Linked DNA regions of Sus scrofa: region 2 is linked to region 1. A link is a contact called in public Hi-C data. All regions are on one chromosome and are shown on one strand. Each heading gives the region's core, a stretch centred on a gene start, on an enhancer-like site or on the middle of the called end of the contact. The rest is flanking DNA. Distances are from core to core; before and after follow the strand shown.

The links. A called contact is a pair of places that touch in the nucleus more often than the background predicts.
Region 2: a contact with region 1 is called in a Hi-C map of skeletal muscle, with 3 times the contacts expected there. The contact joins the promoter of MMS19 here to the promoter of PGAM1 in region 1. A contact is called at or near these places in 1 of 5 promoter capture datasets (liver), 4 of 47 Hi-C or Micro-C datasets (heart right ventricle, liver and skeletal muscle) and 2 of 2 datasets of contacts at active chromatin or transcription factors (alveolar macrophages and skeletal muscle).

Annotation. Positions count from the first base shown.
Region 1 is chr14:108,821,348-108,826,162 of Sscrofa11.1, forward strand. It overlaps PGAM1 (phosphoglycerate mutase 1), which reads left to right and starts at 1,435. Exons shown (of 4, transcript XM_003483535.4): 1 at 1,435-1,730. The coding sequence starts at 1,592.
Region 2 is chr14:108,883,871-108,888,956 of Sscrofa11.1, forward strand. It overlaps MMS19 (MMS19 nucleotide excision repair protein homolog), which reads right to left and starts at 2,717. Exons shown (of 31, transcript XM_013990467.2): 1 at 2,559-2,717. The coding sequence starts at 2,670. UBTD1 (ubiquitin domain-containing protein 1) reads left to right here and starts at 1,664. Exons shown (of 3, transcript XM_021074394.1): 1 at 1,664-2,312.

The sequences.
Region 1 (4,815 bases), core at 185-2,684:
AGCTCCGATTAGACCCCTAGCCTGGGAATCTTCATATGCCGAGGGAGCAGCCCAAGAAATGGAAAAAAAAAAAAAAAAAAAAAAAAAAAAAGGAGTTAACATTTGTAAAGCACTCTTTTTTTTTGGCTGCTCCCTCAGCATATGGAAGTTCCTGAGCCAGGGATCCAACCCACTCCTCAGCAGGGACCCAAGCCACTGCAGCGACAATTCGGGAGCCTTAACATGGCTGTGCCACAGGAGAACTCCTGCAAAGCACTTTTAAACACTGTCTGGCACATAGTAGGTGTTTCATGAGTGCATGTTAAAAACTTTTCTACATCTGTCAAAAAGAGGACAGAGCACAATTGCATTGTTAGCTGTGTACGCATAGGGCTTATTTCCACTTCACTTGCTGTGAAGAGCAGAAAACACATCCAGCCTGTCTTTGACCCTAGCCCGACGCCTGACTCATATCTGATGCTCAATAAAGTGGCTAGATTGGGAGTTCCCGTCGTGGCTCAGTGGTTAATGAACCCGACTAGCATCTATGAGGACATGGGTTCGATCCCTGGCCTCGCTCAGTGGGTTAAGGATCTGGCGTTGCTGTAGCTGTGGTGTAGGCCGGCAGCTACAGCTCTGATTCAACTCCTAGCCTGTGAACCTCCACATGCCGCTGGTACAGCCCTAAAGACAAAAAAAGACAAAAAAGGGGGGGGGCTAGATTGAAACAAACCAGGACACAGTGAGATGGGCAGCAGAAAGCTTGCAAATAAGCAGATACTTAAACTGATGACTGAGTGCACAGGAGGGACAGGCAGTGACCCTTCTTCTGGAGCGTTTGATCCGCTTAGGGTTTGCTTCTGCTGGTCCAGGAGGAGGCACTGACTAGAGGCTGTGAGAGATAAACAGGTTGGACAAACGGCCCTATGTTGGATAAAGAGCATGGCTTTCGAGCCAGCAGTCAAAGCGTTTTCTTATGTGTAAAATAAGAGATCAGTGTCCATGGAAATAGAAACAACAACCAATTACTAAGCATCTTCCAGGTAGCTAGGCACCAGCTAAGTATTTATAATGTTCATTTACGAATGAGGCTGAGCGAGGTTAAGCGATCTGCCCAAAGATACAAAGCAAAAAACAAAGTGAAGATTCCAATCCAGGTGTGTTAATCAAACTTTCTGTACAGATGGCAAAGTGATCTGGCCGAGCCTAGAGTAACTCAAATGCCAAAGACCATTTTTTTCACAACGAAGGGCTGATGAATAAGGGCGATACAACACTCCTGCCCGCATCCAAGACCCGCCGCCGCCCAAAAGTACCGAAGCCCTCCGGCGCTTACGTGCGCTCCGTGACTGGGGCGGCGGACGCCTGGCGGGCGGCGGAAGTCGCATGCGCCCTGCCGTCCTTCCCCTCACCCCGGAGCCTGCAGCGCCTGCTTGGGGCGCATGCGTACACCGATGGGCGGAGGGCGGCCCCGAGCGAGTGGAAAGATTTGAGTGAGCAAGTGCGCTGGAGCCTAGCGGTAGGGCGCGAGCGCGCAGGCGCGGCCGGGGGCCTGGCCGAGACTCCGGAATCTCGGTGAGCCCCAGTCTGCGCCGCACCCCGAGTTGCCACCATGGCTGCCTACAAGCTGGTGCTGATCCGGCACGGTGAGAGCGCGTGGAACCTGGAGAACCGCTTCAGCGGCTGGTACGACGCGGACCTGAGCCCGGCGGGGCACGAGGAGGCGAAGCGCGGCGGGCAGGCGCTGCGAGGTGCGGAGCGGGCCGGGGAGGTGGGTGGGAGCTGCGAAGGCCCGAGCGGGCGCGGATGCGTCAGGGCCGCCTGGTTGCCCCCCACCCTCGCTAGAGGGCTGAGACTTTGGGCTTTATCGCTTCAGCCGTTTATGTTGCAGTTGAGAAAATGCGCCCAGGGTAGCGAATCGACTTACTCAAGGTCACCTAGTCTCCCGAGTGTGAGGGGCCGCGCGCCTGAAGAGGACCCTTGCGGCCTCCGCAACACTGCCTTGTGAAATTCTCCCTTTCTAGTCATCATTTAGTAACTCGGGGACGGGCGACTAAATTGGATGCCCAGAATCTTCCAGCGGCTATAACCAAACCTACTCAAGAGGCAGCTGCGGATTCTGGTGAAGCGGCAGGCCACGCGCTTTTCCCGGTTCTGGCGGTGTGATGCGGCACTGGGGTGGGGGTAGGGGTGGGGGTTGCGGGGAGACCAGCACGGTTCCAGATATGAAGACATGCACGTGCTTGTGTGGGATGCTGTTTAGCAGCATTCCACAAATCCTCTGTCCAAAATGCACGCGCAGATGTAATTGAATGAATGAATGAGGGATTTGAGTTGATCCTTTTCATAATCCCATAAAGTATACAGATTTTATTTTTTCCCATTCCTTACTGGCTCTCTTTAATAGCTGGGAAAGTGAGGCTTGAAAGGATGACTTGTTCAAGGTCACCCCTTGTTCCTAGTCTGCTCCCCTGGCCTCTGTTCTGGGGTTGAGTAACAGGTAGGTGTGAGGAACTGGTAGGCTGTTGGCCAGGACGCTGGGCGAAGGTGGCAGTGGCGGTGAGATAAGCTTACCTACCCAGGCTCCCCCCGCCGGGGCAGACAGCTCTCTGTGATTTTGGATCCTTTGTAAGGAAGCATGCCTTGCTGCCAGCATTTCAAAGACTCTCTGGACTGAGGAGGTGTTTCCCCTGATCCTGCCCTGCACCTTCCTAACCACTGGACAAAGCAGTAGCCATTTAAAAGGGTCATTGATGCCTGGTTGATGTGAATCAGGTATTTGGCCCCAGTTTGCTCTCTCTAGCTTCTTGCCTTCACTCCGGATCCTTTAGAAATGAAGCAGAGGGTGGGGAGGTCTGGGAAATGGAATCCTGCTGGGGATGTGTGTGAATGCTTGGGGATGGCCTGGTGTGACCTCATACCAGTTAGGAGCGGCCAGGTTAGGGAATGTGCTGGTAAAGGAGGCCATTTTCTCTCCTGCTGCCTGGCAGGAAGAACTGCATGGGTCTGTGGTTGCTGATGACTAGCCCAGGGCAAAGCAAACTGCAGCTGTCCTTTAAGACTGATCAAATGCCTTAATTTTTAATTGCTCTTAAAATAATACACCCTATATCAGTTTTTAAATACATGTTAGTAGCATTAAAAAAAAATTCCATTTAAATGTTAATGTCAATTATGGACATCATAGATAAATAACTAAGACTAAAACCAAAAACTCTGAATGATGAAAACCTTATGAATAATTTGATAGTGTAAAAGACCTAAACTGAAATGTTACATTCATGAAGGCTTTAAGTATTTTAGGGTTTATAAAACCTTGAATGATTTCAGGAGGAAGCTTGCAAGCAGAGTTTCCCCATGCAGTCCTACTTCTCAGGGAGGGTGGAGACCACATGTACAACATTCGCTAACCCCTGATCGCTGGGAGTGTCTTATACCATGCTTTTGTTTGATGGCCAAGTTAAGGGAAGAGGCTTTATTTAGAGTTCTCAGTTAAGAGTCTTAAGGGGAACTGCTGCTTTCCTCTGGGACCCATTTGTGTATCCAGTGTGCTGCACTCCATTGCAAGTGGAAATAATTGCAGTGAAACAACCAGTAGCTTTTCAGCATGGGAGCTGAGGCTTGCACTGTGGACAGTCACTTCCCAGTGACTCACCCTTTCATTGGGGAGCCATTCCCCCTGTGGCTCAGTGGTTAATGAATCCGACTAGGAACCATGAGGTTGCGAGTTCGGTCCCTGCCCTTGCTCAGTGGGTTAACGATCTGGAGTTGCTGTGAGCTGTGGTGTAGGTTGCAGATGCGGCTCGGATCTCAAGTTGCTGTGGCTCTGGCATAGGCCGGCGGCTACAGCTCCTATTGGACCCCTAGCCTGGGAACCTCCATATGCTGCAGGAGGCGGCCCTAGAAAAGGCAAAAAAGACAAAAAAAAAAAAAGATTAGGGAGGATGTGGTAAGGAAGTCCACTAGGAGTTGTCCTGAGACCCAATGATGAGATCTAAGTCTTTTCCCTGGTGGGTGGTGGTGAGTTTCTGGATGATTAATCCTCCCTTCCCTCATCAGTATAGTTCTTATTGGCCTTATTCTCAGTTGAATGGCTGGCAGGAAAATTCACTTCACATTTCATTAATTACTGTTGGCAACCTCGATATGAAGCAATACACAGGAAAGTTTGTCCTGAATTTCAAAGAGGACCTTGAAGTGTCACGGAAGAAAACAGGCATGTTTTTCTGCCCTGCTCCATAGGGAAAAGGCCATTTCCCCATTAAAGGGGGAGAGAGAATAAATGTTTGTACTGGTTGGGCCAACATAACTCTTGATACCACCCTTCAATAATTTTGTGTGAGAAGAGGTTCATTTCGTTCTTTCTTTCTTTCTTTCTTTTTTTTTTTGTCTTTTTAGGGCCGCACCCATGGCATATGGAGGTTCCCAGGCTAGGGGCCTAATCAGAGCTCTACCTGTCAGTCTACACCACAGCCACAGCAACACCAGATCTGAGCCACGTCTGCGACCTACACCACAGCTCATGGCAACGCTGGATCCTTAACCCACTGAGCAAGGCCAGGGATCGAATCTGCGTCCTCATGGATACTAGTCAGATTCGTTTCCGCTGAGTCACGATGGGAACTCCCATGAGAGATTCATTTCTATTTTTTTTTTTTGAGAGATTCCTTTCTAAATGTATTAGACAGTGCACAGCATTTGCTTTTTCTCCAGTGAGTGGCTTTTTTTAAACTTGGTGTAACAGTTGACATAGATATATTCTTAGGATACAGAGGAATAGGCTGTCACTTTGATAGCACAGAGGAACTGTGGGTGAAGAGATTGTGATGTGATTTC
Region 2 (5,086 bases), core at 1,467-3,966, 64 kb after region 1:
GCTGCTGTGAGTGGCTGAACAGAAATCTGGCCCCTTCAGCACTAATAAAGCTTGACTTAGGCTGGAGGATAGGAAAGCACATCTTACACTAGGGATGCTTCAAAACTCTGTCAACTTCAACAACTCTAAGGCTGTCATCTAACACTGTACACTAGTTTAATCCTTCTCAAATTCACCTTCACCATATGACTTCCTTGCTCAAGTATCTACACTGACTCCAACCACCTACAGTAAGTCATTCAAATCCTCAGAATCTAAGGTTATGCATAATCCAATCCCACCAAACCTTTTCAACCTTATCTGTTATTACCAACCTCCTTTCTTAGTCAGGAGGGCTAAATTGCAAAAGGGCTAGTGTTACAGTCTTGGCAGAGTTGAGTTAAATTTAAACTAGACAATAGTCTAGGCCATTTTTTTTCAGGCATAAAAATGTAAATTTTACAAAGTATTTATAAGAACTTGGCAGTCCTTATTCATGCTTTCTTCTCAAAAGTGTTCTGAATTTGAAAAACCCTAAATTACTGTGTTCATAATGTATAAATGTGAAAGAAGAGTTACGAATGACACCTTTTATAGTAATGTTCTTTGTCTTGGTGGGAGGAGGTATACGAATTTTTCAAAATCAGTGAACTATGCTTAAGATTTGTACACTTTGTCTTACAAGTTTTATACCTTAGTCAACAATACGCATACAAAAGCAGTTAGAGGGACGCATACTGATATCTGCAATTTAAATGGATAGCTACATGATAATGCTAATTATGTTAAATGCTAATGGTAGAATCTAGGTGGTGAGTGTATGTGTGTTCCTTATGAAATTATTTAAACTTTGCTGTATGAAATTTTTCATAATACAACACTGGGGAAAATGACATTGATAATACACTGCCATTGTTAATTGGAAGCACTGAAAACACACTATACTGCATAAAGCTGTAAGAGGTTAAGCTTAGCGGAATGGCTATATCAGGCATTTGCTCCTTGCTGGTTCCACGTCATATTGTACATACCTCTTACGGCCCTTTTCGTAGCGTAGCATACTACCTGTCCAAATGATTGTTTCTCCCACCACACTATAAGTTCCTGGCAGGCAGAGATCTCATCTAATTGATATTTATGTTCCTACTGCTTAGCACTGCGTTTGAAGAATAATGTGTTCAATAATGGTGCTAAGACTGAAAGTAGAATATTGCCATAATGTATAATACTTTTTTGTGTGTGTGTCTTTCTGCCATTTCTTGGGCTGCTCCAGCGGCATATGGAGGTTCCCAGGCTAGGGGTCTAATCGGAACTGTAGCCACCGGCCTACGCCAGAGCCACAGCAACGCAGGATCCGAGCGTGTCTGTGACCTACACCATAGCTCACGGCAACGCAGGATCCTTAACCCACTGAGCAAGGCCAGGGATCCAACCCGCAACCTCATAGTTCCTAGTCGGATTCGTTAACCACTGCGTAAGGACGGGAACTCCTTTTTTTTTTTTTTTTTGGCTAAGCAGGCAGCACGTGGAAGTTCCCCCGCCAGGGATCGAACCAGTGCCACACTCAAGCCATGGCAGCGACAACACCAGATCCTTAACCTCCTGAGCCACCAGGAACTCCCAAAGTATTATACTTCTGACAGGTTCACTTTATTCATTTCCCACATATTTTAAAAGCAAGTGTGTTCACTTTTCAAGAGAAATGTATCCTTTACTTCTCCCCAAACACGCGCAATTTCCAAAAATAAAGACAAAACTTATCTGTACTGACAAGATTATTTTGTATTCTATTACATAGACACAAGGTCCGAAGGCCTCCTAACATTCAATAACTTTTTAGATTTTTCTTTTTCTAAAAGAGTGAAGTCTCAGAATTTCAAGGAAATCTGTCATTTGCTCCGCTCAAATTTTAGATAAGCTGTCAGAACTAAGAGATCCCTAAACTGGTGAAAAGCAGGAAATTGGAGTTCTGGGAAAAATATAAAAACACACACCACATAAAAAAGGCACGAAGCAAATTAATCAAGAACTTGAACAAGAATGGGGGGAAGAGATACGCAGAACATCTCAAACTCCCCCTAGGCTGGTTTCTCTCCTCCTCTCTCCAATTAATTACAGCCAGTCAGAGATTGGGTCGCGCGGCCACTCCCAACATGCCACGCGACTGGAGCTGATGCTGCCGAAGATGCTTCTCGTCACATCAACTTCCTCGAAACAACGTGCTTTCGCGGAGTGAGCACCTGATTCTGAACTGGAGGACCTGCGTCCAAGTCCCAACTCCCCCAGGAAGCCTCTGGCCCTCTCTGGGCCTCAGTTTCCACACCTGCGAAATGGTAATGATTTTCCTAACCCAGGCCGGTGCACAGGGTGGCTATAAACCAAAACGAGGGTCATAAGGGCGCTTTAAGGAAGACTGCAAGCGACTCGCAATTTGTTATGGTTCTTAAGCACGCGGTGCTCACAACCAGCCCGGGACCAATCTCTCAAAGTCACCGCTCCCTTCCCGCCCGGCGCCCGTGCTGAGGCCGCTCCCTCCTGGAGGCCCCCAAGCGGAAGCCGCGCGGCGCCGTCTGCCGTACCTGCAGCCACTTGGTCTGCGGGGCCCTCCTGCTGACCCATGACGAAGTCTTGCACGAGGCCCCACAGGGCGCCCGTAGGCGCGACCGCCTCCAGAGCGGTGGCGGCGGCCATGACGCGAACTGGAGACGGTGGGAGGGGAAATGGGCGGTGGCACGGGATGGGCCTCTCAGCGCACGCGCCTCCTGAGCCAATCGCCTGGCGAAGGCTGAGGGGGCGGGGCGCTCCCTGGATCACGTGCCTGCCGGCTCCAGGCCAGGCAGTTCCAGGGTGGGATGGGACGGCCCCTCCCCAAGGGGCGGGGCCCGGAGTCGGGGCGGTGGCTCAGGGAGCGAAGGCGGCTGCTGGGCACGCAGCCGGGGGCCATTGAGGGCGAATAATTCCCGGCCCAGCTTCCCGGGAGACCCGCGGCGGGGCGGGCACCTGTCTGGGTGGGGCCGAGGGGCGGTACGCACCCTGGGGGGAACCAATGAGAAAACCAGGCCCGGCCCGAGGGGGCGGTGCCGTCGGTCACATGCGCACCTGGGGCGGGCGGCGGCGGCGGCGCGGGCACCGCGAGCCGGCGGCAGGGAGCAGGGCTGGGCTGGGGCGGGGTTAGGCAGGTGAGTGACAGGCTCCGGGGGGCCGGCCCCAGCTGGGAGCCCCGAGCGAGCCGGGAGTAACAGCGGCGGTGCCCGCCCCCTCTCTCCGCCCCTTCAGCGGAGCTGGTCTCCAGCCGGGCACCGTCGCGGGCCCCCCTGGCCCGGCCACCTGGGACTGTGTTGGGGAGTCGGCCACCTCCCTCTTTCTCCTTGCCCGCAAAGTTTGTGGCGAAGCCGGCGCTGGGGTAGAGCGCGCCGCAGGGGGGAGATCGGGAAGCGCCCGATGCCGGGCGGTCGGAGCCGTTGACCTGGGACGCCGCCGTCCGGGGCAGGACCGCGGAGCAGCGGACCATCCCGTCGCCTTCGGTGCATGGGGCCCGGCTGAAGAGCCAGCATGGGCAACTGTGTGGGGAGACAGCGCCGGGAGAGGCCGACCGCCCCGGGACACCCCCGCAAGCGAGCAGGTAACGACCGGGAAGGGAGCAGGGCCACCGGCGCCCAGCCAGTTGTCCGCCTTCTTGCGCGAGAACTGGGCTTCCTGAGCTACCTCCCACGGCTCCTGGCGCCTAGGTTTCCCTGATGGCTGCTTCCGAGGCAGACGGGGGTCCCCTTCCCCGGCCCCAGTGGCCGGGGGAGCCGACTTGTGGCAACTGCGAGCGCTGACCCGGCTGCGAGCCCAACTCGCTCCAACTGGGAAGCTCCGGGTGGGGGTGGGGGCGGGAGCAGGAAATGTTTGCAGACCGCAGCGGGGCCGGCGGAGGGGAGGAGGGCCCCAGGCCGGGGCGCCGCTGGCCTGGCAGCGGGGCCGGGGTCGGACGCCCGCCCGTCGGGGCACGGCGCGGGTGGCCAGTCGTCCCAGAACTCGAAGCGAGCGAGATGAGAACAGGCGCTCCTTCCAAAGACTGTGTCATTATCGGGCTGCAGATCGTGCCTGCCGGAATCCGACTTGCAAAAGCAGCGCAGGACTCTGGGAAAGAAATCTTTATTTTTCCCGCAGGGCTTTTTAGAGCCTCCTGGCCGTCTGGGAGTCTAGAAAAGGTGGGGTGCGGGGTGGGAATCGCTGTCGGGTTGTTGGGATCCTTCCCAGCCTTAGGAATGGGATCTGCTCTCTGGTGATCCTCGAGGGCCGGCAGCGCTTTCTCACTTTCTGGATACACCCCTATCCTGGCGCTTCGCCTGGGTAAGAGGTCTGGCGGTCGTTTCCCCGGGTCTTGTACTCACTTCACTTCCTTCTCTGAGGGTGTTGCAAGGAACTTCTGAGAATGATAAAATCGTAGACTTTAGAGCTGAAAGAGACCTTCGAAACTTGTCTAGAGTCCAGATAGACCTACCTTCTCTTGTCTGTTAAAAGCCCAGATCCAGAGAGGTTGAGCAACTTGTCGATAGCTGCACAGCTAATTCGTAGTACAGCTGGGATTAGAAGGCCATCTTCTATTCCACTCAATTGCCACATAGCCCTTTAAGAGGAGCCATAAGCAGAGTTATTAATGAAGTAGAAACTCTAGTTGAAGTTTCCTGTCTCCTTTGACACTGAAGGTGTGTGTTGCTTGAGTTTCGCAAACTGGGAAGGAAGATGAGGGGAAACGTGGGGGAAGCAGGGAAGGATGTCTGTGTGGTGGACAGGATGACTTATGCAAGAAGCAACGTGTTTTTATAGGGAGGACAACGAACAATTTAGCATTGAAGTCCTCTTGTCCCAAGGCAACCCTGGCCAATCTTCTGACAGGAAAGTTGATTCTCAAATCCAAGGGCTTTCTTCCTTTCATTCATTCATTCATTCATTCAACAAATACTTATTATTTATGTACTCAGCCCACGTAATTGATTTGTAGCTTTTTTTTTTTTAACTGTTGACAATCCTCTCCCACTTGAAGCCCCCCCCCCCCGACTTTTCCCTCCTTGACATTGGACTATCTTGGCTTTTTTCTCCGATCACTCCTGCCAGCCAT